2 separate regions of the Oryctolagus cuniculus genome follow, and region 1 is linked to region 2. The links are chromatin contacts, called in public Hi-C maps. All regions are on one chromosome and are shown on one strand. Each heading gives the region's core, a stretch centred on a gene start, on an enhancer-like site or on the middle of the called end of the contact. The rest is flanking DNA. Distances are from core to core; before and after follow the strand shown.

Evidence for each region. Hi-C and Micro-C count contacts between places; a contact is called where the count stands out from the background.
Region 1: a Hi-C map of an unstated tissue shows a contact between it and region 2, with 7 times the contacts expected there. The contact joins two enhancer-like sites. A contact is called at or near these places in 4 of 6 Hi-C or Micro-C datasets (ear pinna, embryonic fibroblasts, psoas muscle and 1 more).

Annotation. Positions count from the first base shown.
Region 1 is chr4:84,977,648-84,983,559 of mOryCun1.1, reverse strand. All of the region lies in intron 2 of ATP13A3 (ATPase 13A3), which reads right to left. Among named protein-coding and RNA genes, the nearest start is that of ATP13A3, 20 kb to the right of the region's middle. Within about 2 kb of position 3,694, at least 1 of the 8 cell types and tissues checked has an H3K27ac peak or open chromatin away from gene starts, as enhancers often do.
Region 2 is chr4:84,867,542-84,872,920 of mOryCun1.1, reverse strand. No RefSeq gene overlaps it. Among named protein-coding and RNA genes, the nearest start is that of TMEM44, 52 kb to the right of the region's middle. Within about 2 kb of position 1,715, at least 1 of the 8 cell types and tissues checked has an H3K27ac peak or open chromatin away from gene starts, as enhancers often do.

The DNA of each region.
Region 1 (5,912 bases), core at 2,445-4,944, 110 kb before region 2:
ATCTATAACTCAAGTAAAACTTCGAGCAAAGCAATTTTGAGTAATATATATTTTTTGAAGATTTATTTATTTATTTGAAAGGCAGAGTCACAGAGGGGCAGAGAGAGAGGGAGAGAGAAAGAGAGAGAGGTCTTCCATCCTCTGCTTCACTCTCTAGATGGCCAAAATGGTTGGAGCTGTGCCTATCCAAAGCCAGGAAGCTCCTCCAGGAGCTTCCTCCAGGTCTCCCATGCAGGTGCAGGAGCCCAAGGACTTGAGCCATCTTTCACTGCTTTCCCAGGCCACTGCAGAGAGCTGGATCAGAAGTGCAGCAGCCAGGATACAAACTGGCATCCATATGGGATGCCGCCACTGCAGGCAGCAGCTTTACCCACCATGCCACAGTGTCGGCCCTGAGAATTATATTTTAATTTTTTACTTCAGTCAATATTTGCCATCTTCAGCAGGACAAGTAAACCAAAATTTAAAATGTATTATTCAAAAATTAACAGAACTAAATAAAAAGAAATTTAAGTAATTGAATTTTCTAATGGTTTTTAAAAATAAATGCATAGACAGGCACCACAGCTCACTAGGCTAATCTCCCTCCTGCAGCACCAGCACCCAGGGTTCTAGTCTAGGATGGAGCACCAGATTCTGTCCTGGTTGCTCCTCTTCCAGTCCAGCTCTCTGCTGTGGCCCGGGAAGGCAGTGGAGGATGGCCCAAGTGCCTGGGCCCTGCTCCTGCATGGGAGACTAGCAGGAAGCACCTGGCTCCTGGCTTCGGATTAGCACAGCACGCCGGCCGTAGCAGCCATCTGGGGGGTTAACTAACGGAAGGCTTTTCTCTCTCTCTCACTGTCTAACTCTGCCTGTCCCAAAAAAAAAAAAAAAAAAAGTATAACACACATATATTTTGAAGTTTTTTTTTTCTTAAGATATATTTATTTGCAAGGCAGAGTTACAGAGGAGAGAGAGAGATCTTTCCATCTCCTGGTTCATTCCCCAAATGGCAGCAATGGCCAGGCTAAAGGCAGGAGCCTGGAGCTTCATCCAGGTCTCCCACACAGATGCAGAAAGGAGTCCAGGGATTTGGGCCATTCTCCACTGCTTTCCCAGGCACATTAGCAGAGAGCTGGATAGGAAGTGGAGCAGCCAGGACTCAAACCAGCGCTGATATGCAGACAGTGGCTTAACCCACTGCGCCACAGTGCCAGCTTCTACCTTAGAGTTTTAAAAATTAAAACAATGCACAAAGACTCTGGGGACACCTTCCATTGCTGAGTGAAAAGGAACCACCCCACCCCACTTTCTTTTGTAGTTCTAGACTTTTTTTCTGAAAATTAATCATATCCATCAATACTAAGGGTTTGATAAACCCATCTAGAAGGACCATACAAGCAAAGGGTGCTTTAAAGATCCTAAAATATAATCAGTGTAGCTGGCATTCTCAGTATTTTATTTTATTTTCAAATCAGCATCTGAGCAACCAAGATAACCAGCCATCAAACAGGTCTACATTTACAACTGAAATAAAAATATTTCCAAATACAAATTCCAAACTCTGCTTATTGAATAACCTCATTTTAACACCTATACAACTATTTATATTAAAATAATTAAAATAAATCTGCATTTTCCAAGTACAATAATCAAATTGTGACACCTCTTTACAAGGGCAAAACTTAAAACTTCAAGTCCACTCCTAACAATAAGAATGACATAATATAATTTAATGAATACATGGAAATTTTCTGAGGATACCAGCTAAATTTTAACAAAGCTCTACTCAATACCCATTTTATCACTTCCCATCTTGGACTTTCTCTTATAATACATGCTTTTGTTTCTGTGTTTAGGCTTAAGGAAGACCATTGTATCCAATATACACCAAACCAAGACTGTATTTACATTTGTAAAGTGGAGTCTTTGTACAATTATACTTTTTTGTATGTTACAAAACAATGTAGTAGCTATAACAAAATAAGTTATAATTAGAAAAGATGATACAATTACCTGTATTAGAACTAATACGAAGAACAAGGATATTATGCCATTCTTGCATAATTTTTGTCACTTTTATTTTATGTATCATTTAAAAAAGGAGATCAACCTTTTATTCTGAGACAATCTAAGCGGTAAGACTTATCATTAGACAAAAGGGGTTCTTTGTCTAACTGTACAGTACTTAGTTTAAAAAAAAAAAAAAGTGGGGGACTACATTTGGACAACAAATCCCTGCTAATAGCCTGGGAAAGCACTTTTAGATGGCCCAAGTGCTTGGGCCCCTGCCACCCATGGGGAGACCCAGAAAAAACTCCAGGCTTCTGGCTTCAGCCTGGCCCAGCCCCAGCCACTGCAGCCATTTGGGGAGGGAAACAGCAGATGGAAGATCTTGCTCTCTCTCTTCCTCTCTGTTAACTCTGAGTTTAAAATGAATAAATCTTTCAAAAACTTAAATGTATAACTATCATGTATATACTGCATGATAGAAGTTTGCATGTCTTAATTGTTATCTATTTGAGAAACAGAAAGAGAGATCCTATCTATTAGCTCACTCCCCAAACACTCAGAATGACCATGGCTGGGCCAGGGCCCAAGCTAGCTGCCAGAAACTCAATCCAGGTCTCTCACATGGGTAGCAGGAACCTAATTATATTTGCACCATTACCATGTTGCCTCTATATTGGTGGGAAGGTTGCCTCAAGAGCCAGAGCTGGGAATCAATCCCAGGAACTCTGATATGGGATGCAGGTGCCTTAACCACAACACTAAATGCTCCAAATTTTGTATCACTTATGGTCGGGGAACTTTATTTTCTACCAAGGGCCATTTGGATATTTATAACATCATTTGCAGGCCATACACAATTATCAACTTAAAAACTAGCCTGTTTTAGATTTATTGAATTTCAGGTTCCACCTGCAATTGCTTTGCCAAGGCCAGACCCAAAGATGCTGCAGGCCTTCCACAGCCTTTGGGGCCAGAAGTTCCCCACCCTTGGAACATTTACTTCTGTGAATGGAGATTTGCTGTTTCAAATATCCAAGTTATTTTGATCTTAAAGCTTTTATACTTCCCCTTAAATCTTTCTCCCGTATGTTATTTTTCAAAACTCCATATTCAAGCTTAAAAAATAGTTTCAAAAGTGTTACAAACTCCTCATTTTACAATGCATGGCCAGCCTTGGGTCTGAACTTGAAGTTACTTTGAAAATACTTCATGGTCTTTTATCAGACTATTTGACTGGATCTCTCTCTTAAATTATTTTGCCCCAGGCAAGAAAAAGTAGTCATTTTGAAAGCTCTTTAAATAAGTACACTTCTGCCCACCTACAGTTGGTTAGATTTATTTATAGCCCCTCCCCCCACTCCCCACATTTTGGCCCAGTTGAAAGGTATCAGCCCATAAAACAGCCTAAGCAGTAACAAGTTTTAAATTATTTTATCAAACTCATATCTAGACGTTTTAAGTAATCATATATGCCAGGTTCACTACCTGATTAAGTACAGTAGGATACACAACTTTCCTCTCCTCCACCCTCGAAACAAAGAAAGCACAGAACTGAAGGTTCAGCTTTATCTTTTCCTTAAATGACAATTATTTCAACATGAACTATTATGCAAGTTGCTTCAGCTATCTCAGTCTCAACTTCCTCTCCACTATGAAACAGATGGAATAATTCCTCCAACAGACTTCAACCATCGAAGTGACCTACCCAACATTGCCTTTGTAATACAGCTTGCTGCTGCACTCTCTCACCACCAGGTGACGTTCCAACACCGGTAAGGGAAAAGACTAACAATTTAAATAGGCCTTATAAATGCAGCAGCTGCAGTTACACGAAGTAATCCAAGAATGATTAAAGATGAAAAATTATATATAAGATTTTTAGTAACACTGGACATACTGATATAGAAAAAAGTTGCCCTTTTTGTTTATTTGTTCTTATTTCTTTGAAAGGCACAGTGATAGATTCTCCATCTGCTGGAATACCTAGTTAGGTATTTGGGAAGTATTGGGCTAGGTCAAAGCCAGAAGCCAGAAACTTGATCCAGGTTTCCCATGAGGGTGGGTGGTAGAAACCCAAGAACCTGACCAATCACCTGCTGTCTCTCAAGGAAATGTATAAACAGGAATCTGGATCTGAAGCAGAGAATGGACTTGATCTCAGGCACTTTGATACGGGACAAGGGCTCCCAAGCAATGGCTTAACCCACTATACCACACTGTCTACCTCAAAAGCTATCTTTTTAAAACAGCCTTGTATCATGTGTCTTAGTAGAAAACTAAAATATGCAGTGAACTCAAAACAAATGCTAACATGGAAGGGGAAGGCAGGTATATTACTGTTCCCTTTATATAGATTACTCCAAATTCCCAATTGTCTGAAACTCCCATTCAAGGATCTTACAATGTTAGGGAACAAGGGAGGCAAGGACAATGCAGTTAAAGAGCACATGAACCTAGCAGTTAACAAAACGGTATATTTCAAGAATAAAATTAAGAAAAAAACATTTCCTTGCCCATTAAACTGGTACACACCAACAAGGAGCACCTTAATATATTGCTGCTAAGAGTGATTCTAAAATATCTTTTGAAAAAAAATCAACTGATAGTATCTAAATTTTAAAAACCTACATATAGTTTGATCCAACAATCCCAACTTCAAGAATCCACAAGAGGTGAGTATTTGGCCTCGCAGTTAGGACACCTGCATGCCGCATCAGAATACCTGAGTTCTATACCTGCCTTGAGCTCCTAACTCCAACTTCCTGCTAATGCATACCCAGGGAGGCAGGAGTGATGGCTCCAGTAAGTACTTGGGTTCCTGTCTCCCCCTTGGAAAACCTGCATTGAGTTCCTAGCTCCTGGCTTTAGCCTTGACCCAGCCCTGACTATCTTGGGCATTTAGGGAATGAACCAATAGATGAGAACCCTTTCTTTTTCTTTTTTTTTTTTTTAATTTGACAGGTAGAGTTATAGACAGAGAGAGAGAGAGAGAGAGAAAGGTCTTCCTTCTATTGGGAGAACCCTTTCTACCAAATAACTTCTAAGTTTAAAAAAAAAAAAGATTACAAAAAAAATCCACAGTTTATCTATTTGTAAGTATGTATGTACAAAACATGTATACAGCTACAGTATTGATAGCAGGAAAAAAATTCGGTATTGCATCTGAATATCAATAGAAAACCACATAAATAACTTATGGAATTAAAGAGAATGAGATAAATCTATGTTGACAGCAAGAATAGTTCCATATAATATATAAAGACAAGAAAGAAAGATACTACCTATTTTAACAACCAAAAAAGACAGTATTTTTAAAAAGAACAAAAAAGGTATAAGATATAGAGCAAACTTAATATCATCTTAAGATGGTCAAAGGTCACCACTAACAGCTCTGTCAAATTTCTCCACGTTGTTGGACTTAAGAAATGAACATCTTCCATTTTTTTTTCCTTTGGAGGTGAGCATGGGTACTTAGACAAAACACATTTAGATGGAATAAAAACATTTTAAAATAGCAAAAAGGAAACTGGGCATGAGTATTTAATACAGTAGGGATTGACAAAACAGTAACATCCTTTTTTTCACAATACATTTATTTATTTGAAAGGCAGAGTTACAGACAAAGAGGGAGAGGCAGAGAGGTCTTCCATCCACAGGTTCACTCCCCAAATGGCCACAACGGCCAGAGCCGGTCCTATCCAAAGCCAGGAGCCAGGAGCTTGCTCCAGGTCTCCCACATGGTTACAAGGACCCTAGGCATTTGGGCCATCTTCTACTGCTTTGCCAGGCACATTACCAGGGAGTCAGATTGAAAGAGGAGCAGCTGGGACTCGAACTGGCACCCATATCAGGTGCACACACTACAGATGGCATGTCTACCGGCTATGCCATAGCACCAGCCCCTCCAGTTAACATCTGAT
Region 2 (5,379 bases), core at 466-2,965:
CACGTGAGAATGTGTGTTATCGGCAGGGAACACTTTTCCCCTGCACTCATGTGGTCATCCGTCTGATATGGCCGTGGGTGGAGGTGGGCAGAGGGGAAGGGCGTGTCCGGCCTGCGGCGACAGAAAGAGCCATGAGGTCATCGGAGCACCGACCACTGGCAGCAATTGTCTTCCCAGCTCGCATTCCCAGGGGGTTACCTCCGCTCCCACAGAGGCTTCTGATGCTGGATTCCTGCTTTGGGCCAATGTTTTCTCCCGACTGAAAACACCACCTGACAGCTAACCAGACCTTGCATATGCTCTTTGACAAGGGATTTGAGGTCTGACTTTGAGACGCTATGAGAACTGCAGTTTGCTTGCAGTCTCGAATGCTGACCGCCTCCCACCTGATCCTCCCTGAGAGGCTACCCTGGCTTCTCCTAACCCCTGCCTGGGCACCACCCACCTTGGCCACAGCCTCTGCTCAGGTTCCTTCACTGAACCACCCATCCCCAGGACTAGGGGTTCCTCCCCGCTCCTCTACCCCCAGACCTTGGGAGTAAGCGGTACTGGGCAGGACTTGCAGCCTGAGACTCTGCGCTGTCAGCACCCTACCCAGGTGCTCCGGCTGTACCCCGAGCATGAGAGCCACGGCGCCGGCTGGTCTCTGTAAGCGCTGCTCTAGCTCCAGCTGTCTAGGAGGGAGGTGGTCCGAAGGGTGGCTGCCTCAGATGAAGCCACACAGCCGTGCAGCCGCCCCCTTGTGCGGTGAGCTTCTGAACGCCGCATCTCAGTCTTCCCTCCCCCTATTCTCTGCTTTGACTGCATGTGAGAATCGTGCCTGAGATATTTAAAAAATCGCTCATACTATGGTTTCTTAGCAGAGATTAGCATGTCAGGTGTTCACCCTCCTTCTCTAAGGAAGCTGAAGCCCGTTTTGGAATCCCACACGGTGGCTCCAACAGAAATGTAGGTCTAGGCACCCGGCAGTCTTGGGCGGAATGTCCATTATGGAGTCACAAGGGACAACTTTCTGAACAGAGTCAAGTATGGGCACTCCAGGATTTACCATGATAATTTCCTTTGGAAGAATGGCTTTGGGGACCAGCACTGTGACCTAGCTGGTAAAATCACCACCTCTGATGCCGGCATCTCATATGGGCACGGGTTCATGTCCGGCTGTTCCACTTCTCATCCAGCTCCCTGCTAATGGCCTGAGAAAAGCAGCAGAGGATGGCCCAAGTCCTTGGGCCCTGCACCTGTGTGGGAGACCCGGAGGAAGCTCCTGGCTCCTGGCTTCGGATCTGTGCAGCTCTGGCCGTTGCAGCCAATTGGGGAGTGAACCAATGGATTGAAGACCTCTCTGCCTCTCCCTCTCTCTCTCTCCCTCTGTGACTTTGACTTTCAAACAAATAAACAAATCTTTAGGAAAAAAAAAAAAAAATAGAACAGCCTCAGGGTGAGTGTGTGGCTAAGTGGTGACGTCTGCATCTCATGTCAGAGTGCCTGGGTCTGACTCCCAGATCTGCTTCCAGGTCCAGCCCCTTGTTATTGCAGTACCCCGGGCAGCAGCAGGGGATGGCTCCAGTACCTGGGTCCCACCACCCTGCTCCGTGTTACTGCAGTACCCCGGGCGGCTGCAGGGGATGGCTCCAGTACCTGGGTCCCACCGCCCCGCTCCTCCCTGTTACTGCAGTACCCCGGGCGGCAGCAGGGGATGGCTCCAGTACCTGGGTCCCATCACCCCGCTCTGTGTTACTGCAGTACCCCGGGCGGCAGCAGGGGATGGCTCCAGTACCTGGGTCCCTGTCACCCCACTACAGGAGACCCAGAGAAGTTCCCGGCTCCTGACTTTGGCGGGCCTCAGCCTCCAGGGTTGCAGGCGTTTGGTGAGAGAACCTATGGATGGAAGCTTGATTTCTGGCTGTCTTTGTGTGTCTGCCTTCTAAAGAAAATGAAAATAAATAAAATTTAAAACAAAATGAAGAGGCTCCCTGTCAGAGGAAAACGATCTACACACACTCTTCAGGTTCCCAGGTGGCCAGAAAAGTTGCAGACCCCAGCGTGGACGTGTGGCAGGGAAGGGCTGTGGCTCCGGGAGCCGTGGGGCTGGCGCTCGGGCTGACTTGGCCTTCCAGAGCCAGCTGGTGTCCTGCGGGAGGGTGTGGAGGAGAACTGCTGTATTAGAAGCCCTAGGGGGGAAGTTCTTTTAGCCCAGCTTTGCAAAGGGGGCGGTGGTCTCTTCTCCAAGGGCCACAGCTGACCTGAGAGGCTGCAGAGATCAACTGGCAGGTGTCGGACCCGTGTCCAACAGTGACACCAGGAGGCAGGAGAAGGTAACCACAGCGACTAATCTTCCTTTGGTATGACTTGTTCATTGATCAGAAAACCTTATACTTACTCATTTAATAACATACAACCAGCAGTTGTGTGAGAAAGTCGCGATCACACCCATTGCTCAGAAAAGGAAATTGAGGCATGGGATGCCACAGTCAGAGAGCGGTTGCCAGGCTGTAAACCCAAGCAGTCTGACTCCAAGGCCGCACCCCTAACCCCTGGGCCTTGCTGCCTTCTTCGTGACGGCCGTGTTTCACTGAGCACATACTATGGGCTGTTATGTTCTCCATGCTTCTTAGCCTTCACCATGGGCTGAGGTGCTAACTATTTTTACTCCCATTTCACAGATGGGGAAAGTGAGGTACAGCAAGGAAAAGTGGTGGGCTGCTCATCTTTCACTCCCTCCCCTGCGGGAACGGAAGCTGGGCTGCCCGTGGCGGCACCTTCACGTTCCGGAATGTTCTCAGGAAACTCCAGCCAGGTGGGAGGATGCTGGGCTTCCTGCAGCAAGACACGTGCAGAGTGGAAGTGGAAAAACAGTGATGATGTGACACTGTTTGTACCCCCACATTTATGAGAGCAGATGGTCCCGGTGCTGGGAGCCCCACCCCACACGCACTGAATCAGCGCCCGTGAAGGGTGGGGGCAGGAAATCTGACTTCAATCAAAACCCAGAACAAACCCCGGGTGATCCTGGGGCACAGCCAGGTTCATGGGCAGAGTCACAGCACCCAGAGAGCTGGCAGCAGTGAGCCCCACAACTGCTTCTCGCCCAGGAAGAAGCTGTGTGCAGCGTCTCACCAGGCCTCCTCTCCTGTCATGGAGGAGGACGGGCAGCCGAGCCCAGGGGCACGAGACGTGTGGCCACACCCCCTTTGCTCTCGTGGGTCTCTGTTCTCCACTTGGAAAAGCACCGTCTGTTCTTAGAAGCCAGGATCGATCAAACACCTCTTCCCTGTGTACACTCCCTGTCTAGGCTCCAGGAAGGGTGGAGACAGAGGGACAGAGAGGACAAAAAGTGTAAAGGGGTAACCACATTCAGGGCATGGCCAGTGACACCTGACAGCTGGCCCCTTTGCTCTGACCCATGGGACAGCCAGTGTAGACATTCACCTGGTCACCCTGGGACGGCGGGGGACTAGAGGGGGCTGTCACAGGGTACTGGAAAAGGAGCAAAAGCAGCATTTATGGTTTTACAGGAATCATTGTCAATCCTCATAACCACCTTTGTGAGACAGGTAACATAAATCTGCATAGGCCCATTTTGCAGCAGAGGAAACTGAGGCTAAGAAAGGCAATCAACATCTCCGAGGCCACATGGCTGCTGAGTGGAGATTGGGAGTGCAGATTCGTTGTAAGACAAAGTAGCTCAGGTTCTTAAGGTTGAAAGGCCCTGATGTGTCGTCCAGTCCGACCCTCTGCTCAAGGGGGATCTTCCCGGAAACGTCTTAGAAGAGGGGTGAGGTACTCCCGCGAGCACGAGCCCCCCTGCAACCATCACAGCCTGCACAGGGTCCCTTATGCCAAGCTCACATCTGTCAGTCCTCTCCTGCCACTGAGAGGCCGCACCACGCTGATCCACCAAGGCCCTGAGTGGAGGCCGAGGGCTGCCGGCACTGGAGGCTTGGGCAGGCTTGGGCAGGCCACTGACTCACGGGGCCAGTGCGCGTGACTCACTGCTTGCCTACGGGCACCCTTTTCCTGGTGTGGGTGCTCTCAGAGGGCCAACAGCCTCTGCCACTCGCTCAGCTCACTCCGGAGGCAGTGGGACATTGCCAAGGGTCTCAGTCCTACCTCCTCCAAAGTTCAAAGTCAAGTATACTCATACGATAAAAATGTACTAAGGGCCTAAAAGACATGCAGGGGAGTTTTAAGGAGAGAGACACACACAGAGAGAGGTGTCTTCCATTGGCTGGTTCACTTCCCAAATGCCTATAACAGCAGGGCTGAGCAGGCCAAAGGCAGGAGCCATGAGCCCACCCCCAACCCCTCCCCGGGGTGCACATTGGCAGGAAGCGGGCTCAGCAGCGGGGTAGTCAGGACTTGAACCAGCACTCTCCTATGGAACGTGGGCCTCCCAAGCTTCAGTCATTGTGCCACAAGAGCTGCTCAACATTTTAAGGAAATTTGGAGCTGTACCTGAAATAAGGGAAATGTACAGAGGAAGTAATGAGAATCACTGACACTTTATGCCATTTCAGAGCTGAAAAGGCCCCTGTGTGGTTTGTTATCAGTTTTCTCAGCCACCCAGTGAGACAGGTGGAAGAGGGTGAACATTTTTTTGTACATGGACAAGAGTAATGGACATGGGAGTCGCGCGGCTGGGGAGTCCCACGGCTGGGGAGTTGCAGGAATTAGGACTTGCCTGCAGGCCTGCTGGGTCTGAGGTCAATGACTGTGCCCCAAGTCGCAGGCCAGTGCTGGCTCCCCGGAGACCCCCAGGACTCTGACAGGGCCAGGCTGGTTCCCTGGAGACCCCCAGGACACTGACACGGCCAGGCTGGCTCCCTAGAGACCCCACACACACACACAGGACACTGACAGGGCCAGGTCTGGCTTCCTGGAGACCCCCCAAGACGCTGACACAGCCAGGCGCTCCCCACAGCTCGGCTCAGCCAGCAGCAGCGGTTGGTTCCCGCTGGGAGTGGCCCAGAAGGCTGCAAACACTTCTGAGCCGGCTTTATTGTGTGCTATCTTATCTCAATAGGAAAAGGCAATTCGGGGAAGAATTTCCTTGTCACAGTGCTCCAGGCTTTCCGTTGTCCAGCTTTCTTAGGCCCGGCTCATCCCCTGGGTCTGACCATTAGTCACAGCCTCAGAGGCGCCTTATCAGGCTGCCTGAGATAGAGGGTCTATTTTTTTCTCAGGACCAGACAAACTGGAATCTGTCCACCCTTTGTGGCCTGCCATCAGACCACAGTTACGCGCCTCAAAACCCAGCCACTGTCGGGAACCGCTTGCAAAGTCATCGCAGTAATCCTGTTCTTTCCTTCACAAAACCCTTGGATTCCAGGGTCCTGGATGCCCAGAGTGATCGGAGACCCCGGAGGAGAACCAGCTCAC